Regions from separate parts of the Hordeum vulgare genome. Here region 1 is linked to region 2. Evidence: chromatin contacts called from public Hi-C data. All regions are on one chromosome and are shown on one strand. Each heading gives the region's core, a stretch centred on a gene start, on an enhancer-like site or on the middle of the called end of the contact. The rest is flanking DNA. Distances are from core to core; before and after follow the strand shown. Region 1 holds the start of LOC123426998 (F-box protein At1g70590). Region 2 has its middle 18 kb from the start of LOC123428596.

Region 1 (2,700 bases), core at 197-2,696, 98 kb before region 2:
TCAACAACTAAAAGCATGAAAGCGCAACAAATCAGCTTCAAAATCCCCATAAAGCTAAAATAAGAATACCTAGAGGCTTCTAATGCAACTCTACCAATAAATCTCACAGAAAGATATCACAAAAATGAAACTGGTTGCACCTGTAAGCGTCTAGAGTAACTAATTATTTTGATATGGGAATTGTTTTGTAAAGCACAGTTGTGTAACACAGAGCTGGTATCTTACAGCTTCCCGTTGATTACGCTTGATTCCTTTTCCATTCTGCAAGCAGAGGGCTAGGTTGTACTGGGCACGAACATTGCCTGCGGATGCAGCTGGATAAAACCATCTAACAGCTTCCTCGGCCTGGGGTGGATCAGCTGTAGTGTAAAGAGATTTGGCAACATTGTCAATTCTGAATTTCTAATGATCTGAGATGAAGAGTTTGATTTCAAAAAAGTCGATAAGATACATAAAAGGTATTTCCTCTGCAAGTTGGGTATTTACCACCCTTTAGAGGTTATAATCAGACTGAAAGACCCTCATAGTTTACTTAAACAGTTTTGCTAAACCACATCTAGATGTGCCCTATGCATTGCACATCTAAGTCATATGTCATTGATTTTACTTGAAAGACTATAACCTCGACTGTGCCGCAAAGGAATCTAATCACGCCTGGCTTGCCAATCAGGATACTTCGGGACTAGACAAATTCGTCCTATCAATCATTTTGCTACCTGCTGGAACAACCCTCCAAGAAAGGAAATATAGGCCAAATCTACGATACCTTCGAGGTAGGACACTCCGAGATTGCACATGCCGACAGGGTGTCCCAGCTCCGACGCCGCCTGGTAGTACCCCACCGCCTCCTCCCGCCGCCCCTCCTCCCAGCACATCAGCCCGGCGTCCACCATCGCGGCCGCGGACCCCAGCCTCGCCGCCCGCTTGAAAAGGCCCAGCGCGCTATGCCTCGCCGCCTCGCGCCGCCCCTCGCCGTCGAGTCCGGCGGGAACGGCGGGGCCGTGCTTGAGGCGGCGCCCGTGCGCGTGCAGCGCCGCCGCCTCGCGGAGCGGCTGCAGCGCGTCCCGCCACGAGCGGCACGCACGGCTGGCGGCCGAGACGTCTGCGGCGCCGACCGCGGACAGCGCCCGGTGGAGGAGCTCCGGCGGGAGGGACGCGAAGTCCGCGCCGGAGCAGACGGGCGCGTTCTTGGGCGGGGGAGCAGGCGGCTCCGGCTTGGGCTTCTTGGAGTGGCGGCGGCGGCGCCGGCGGTGGGGGTCCGAGGACGCGCGCAGCCGGGAGGAGAAGGGAGACGGCGAGGGGTTGGGCGGCGGCCAGGTGCGGCTCGCGGCGTCCATGAGGGGATGGGGACGCGTTGAGCCGCCCTGCGTTCGGGGGGAAGCGGTTTGGGGGGACGGGATTGCGGAGGGTGGGGTGTGCACCAGTGCGGGGGCCGGGGAGGTCAATGTGTTCACGGGTGGGTTAAGCTGGTTAGGTCTTGATGATCCGTGGGCCCATGTCAAGGCAGCCACGCAATTGGGCCGCTTGACAGTGACACGTCGCGCGCGGCGGCGGAGGTTTCATTTTTTCAGGATTATTTTGAGGAGACCATTAGGCTAGTCATATGTGGAGTGGAGAGTAAGGCATGTTTGAAACTCCTGTGGCTTCATAAAAATCAGCCCTGTTTTAAAAAAGTAAGCCAAACAAGATAGCATTAGGACGGGACTGCTTTAATCCATTAAAATAGTTTTGCTTCACCTAATTTACTTTGGAATTACAGAAGTTGTAACCCTTTCAAAAAGAGTGTTTGGCTTTCATCTACCTCCAGCTTCAAGAATGAGAAATTTGGTGGAAAGGATATACTCCTTCCGTCCGGAAATACTTGTCCTAGAGATGAATGTATCTAGACTTATTTTAGTTATAGATACATCCATTATATCAATTTTTTGGACAAGTATTTCCGGACGGAGGGAGTATATCACTCGATGAGTAAGAAGAAACAAAAGGGTATCCACTTACTAGTGACAGTGATGGGTAATTTCCTTCCAACTACAGCTTTTTTTTGGAGCACCTCCTAAAGAGAGCTTTACAAAAAACATGGAGTTGTATCCGAGATTCTATTTTTTTTATGGAGCGGTATATTGTGGAGCTATCGTGTTTGCCTTGTATTTTCTAGAGCGAAGCTGAATTTCTAGGAATGGAGCAGTCCTAAATAAGCCCTGAGATACCGCTCCGCTAAAAAACAAGAATCTAGGATACAACTCCTTGTTTTTTGTGAAACTCTCTAGGGGGGGCTTCATAAAATTATAGAAGGTGAAGTTGGAAGAAAATTACCCATCACTCCCATCACTAAGTGGATACCCCTTTGTTTCTTCCCTCTCGTCCAATCAAATAGATCTTCTCCACCAAATTTTCCATTTGTGAAGCTCAAGCTAGATGAAAGCCAAACTTTCTCTTTGAAAGAGTTGCAACTCCTGTATGAAACTGCTCCAAAGTAAACTTGATGGAGCGGAACTAATTTTGATGAAACGGAACAATCCAAAACATGCCCTAACTTACACTAGTAACATGCATATATTACTAGTCTATGTTACTATTTTCATAGTGGGTAGTGTCATAGATCTAGTAACATAGATGCCTTCATTTATTATTTTGTAGAGTCATTTTGCATCGGAAACCTGCCGGAGCCTGGGACCTGCGTCCAAGGACTTCTCCAAAAAA
Region 2 (2,745 bases), core at 110-2,609:
TGTTCCTACATGCCTTGTTGGATCCTAGGGTTGTGTTTCGAGCTAGCTTTGTGCCTAGATGTTACATGGAAGTACCCATGTATTATATATGCTTTTGGGTAGAAACATCCCAGGAATCCAGTGGTGCAATCAGATTTCACTTTAGAGCAACTTCATAAACTGTCATTTTTCTGTCATGATGCCATGTTTAGAGCTTTGTATTATGTGGTGCTTTGACCCTATGAGAATGAATCCTTGATGTAGTAGTTGTGGGTGAACCCCTCGACAACATGGGGTCTTTGTTTTATTCATAGAAATTTTTATTCACCTTTTGTGCCTTGTCAAAGTTGACACTTGGCTGAAACTGACAACTTGTGAAAATCTGTGATTTTCACGAAGTCTGAGAATCCGCTGTTATTTTCTTCCCATGTTGTTTTGGTTGCAAAAGCTCACGTGTTGGGAATCAGCCCATGCAACAAACTAAAGTTTGTGAGCTTTTGTGTTTGTCTAGCTCCCTGTTAAATTTCATGCTTACTCACTTCCTGTAGTATCATTTTGGAGGCTGCCAAAACGCTTCAGAGCATAAGCAACTCGTGAAAATCTGAGATTTTCACTAAGTCCCGGAATCTGTAATTTTTGTCCAAGTTAGTGCTTGTAGATCTGCTCATGTGTGACTCCTTTGCATTAACTTATTGCACAGGCTTGTATAGCTTTTAAATGATTTTTGCCACATATCTTGTTTGGCTCATTTGAATGGTTATAACTACTTTAAAAATTACATACATATCAAAAATGTATAATGTGTATGAAAAAATATATTAAAATAAATATTACAGAAAATGTTAATCATGTATATGATAAATATTAAATATGTACTAAAATATATTAAACATATATAAAAATAGATTTAGTATGTATAAGAAAAAGATACGAGGTACCAAGAAAAGTAGACATCAAAACATATATATGCAAACATGTTAATCATGTGTATGAAAAATGTTAAACCTGTATATAAATTGTTCATGTGTGTACCGAAAAAATAGAAATATGTGTGAAAAAAATAGACATGAATACATATATTTTTTTAAAATGCTAATCAAATATTATGTGGAAATTAAACATATAATACAGAAATGTTCTTGACGTGTACAAAAAAGTGATAATGTGTAAAAAGATGTACGCATGTGCTGAAAAGGATGAAAACTAAGAAAACTCAAAAAAACACAGAAAAGCAACGTAATATTACGATCATCTTCGTCCGAAACCTGAGCGAGTCGCCAGCGAAGAAAAGAAAAAGATAGGTCAGCCCAATACCTACGTGAGGGAGTGACAGTTTCACGAAGTGACCATGTATGGGGAGTCGCTAGTCAGCGCCTTCGGCGCCCATTAGGAGAAGGGGCGCTCACTACAGCTCAAAATGGACCGGCCCACGACGGGGCACTGCAGAAAATGCTCGAAAAAAATTATGTTCGCGCAGAGAATTGAACTAGCGACTTGCACTACGTTAAATGTTTTCGGTAACCAATAGGGCATGCCGCCACATATGACATACTGCAGTGCTAAATTTCTATAAACTATCTTCACCGCTCATACATGATTTTCATTAAAAAAGAAACTTTGCAGATTTCGAAAAAAAGTTCATAAACATGCAAAAAAAAAAACTTACCCTATTCAAGAAAAGTTTATTGATTTTGAAAAATAACAATTTAGAAAAAATAGTTAATAAAAAATTAAAAGAAATCATCAAATTTTTGAAAAAAAGTTCACAGATCTGAAAAAGTTCACCTAATTTTAGGAATAAGTTCATCCGATTTGAAAAAAGTTCATTAAATTTGATTTTTTCATAAACTTTGAAAAGAGTTCACCAAATTTGAAAAAGTTAATCAAATTTGATTTTTTTATAAACTTTGAGATAAGTTCATTAATTTTGAAAAAAGTTCACATATCTGGAAAAAGTTCACCTAATTTTAGAAAGAAGTTCATCTGATTTGAACAAAGTTCATCGAATTTGATTTTTTTTCATACACTTTGAAAAGAGTTCACGATATTTGAAAAATGTTAATCAAATTTGTTTTTTCATAAACATTGAGAAAAGTTCATCAATTTTGATTTTTTATCAAATTGAAAAAGTCCATCGAGTTTGAAAAACATATAATTAAATTTTAAAAATAGTTCACAATTTCATAGAAAGAGTACAATCATTTTGCAAACAAAATTTAATCAAATTTAAAAAATCCTCGATTTCGAAAATGTTCACGCATTTAGGAAAGTAAAAAAATGATGAGGAAAGAAACGAGGAAGAAGGAAAACAGTAACACACAGAAAACGAAAAAAGAGAAAAAAAGGAATTAGAAAAAAGGAAAAAGGAGACGGAGGTAATAAAACAATTGAAAGTTAAACCCGAGCAGAACCTTCTCCTTTTTTTTGAAACTTTCCCTCCTTTATTCAGAGTCTAGAATAGTAGTATCATTTACAAGTAAGGAGAGAACCTCAGGAGGTGTTGAATCTAACCAACAACTAGGAGAAGAAAATTTAACAAGCCTGGCCATTTCAAGGGCTATGTGAAACAATGATCATAAACTACATGATTGAAATCAGAAGCCATGAAGAAGTAGTCATCGATAATTGCTGAAGCCACCGAAGAGGAATTGCCATTTTTAGGGCTTCCACAATATCCAGATTGTGAGAACTTACCACAATTCTGCTGCATCCCACTGTTCTTGCGAGATTCAAACCGAACCTCACAGCTAAAGCCTGTGTTGTAAA

The links. A called contact is a pair of places that touch in the nucleus more often than the background predicts.
Region 1: a contact with region 2 is called in a Hi-C map of leaf, with 3 times the contacts expected there. The contact joins the promoter of LOC123426998 here to the enhancer-like site in region 2. A contact is called at or near these places in 2 of 6 Hi-C or Micro-C datasets (leaf and seedling).

What each region holds. Positions count from the first base shown.
Region 1 is chr2H:525,109,146-525,111,845 of MorexV3_pseudomolecules_assembly, reverse strand. LOC123426998 (F-box protein At1g70590) reads right to left here and starts at 1,446. Exons shown (of 5, transcript XR_006622353.1): 1 at 767-1,446; 2 at 226-359.
Region 2 is chr2H:525,010,610-525,013,354 of MorexV3_pseudomolecules_assembly, reverse strand. No RefSeq gene overlaps it. Among protein-coding and RNA genes, the nearest start is that of LOC123428596, 18 kb to the right of the region's middle. Within about 2 kb of position 1,359, at least 3 of the 3 cell types and tissues checked have open chromatin away from gene starts, as enhancers often do. A contact at or near this core is called in leaf and seedling, where this site is marked.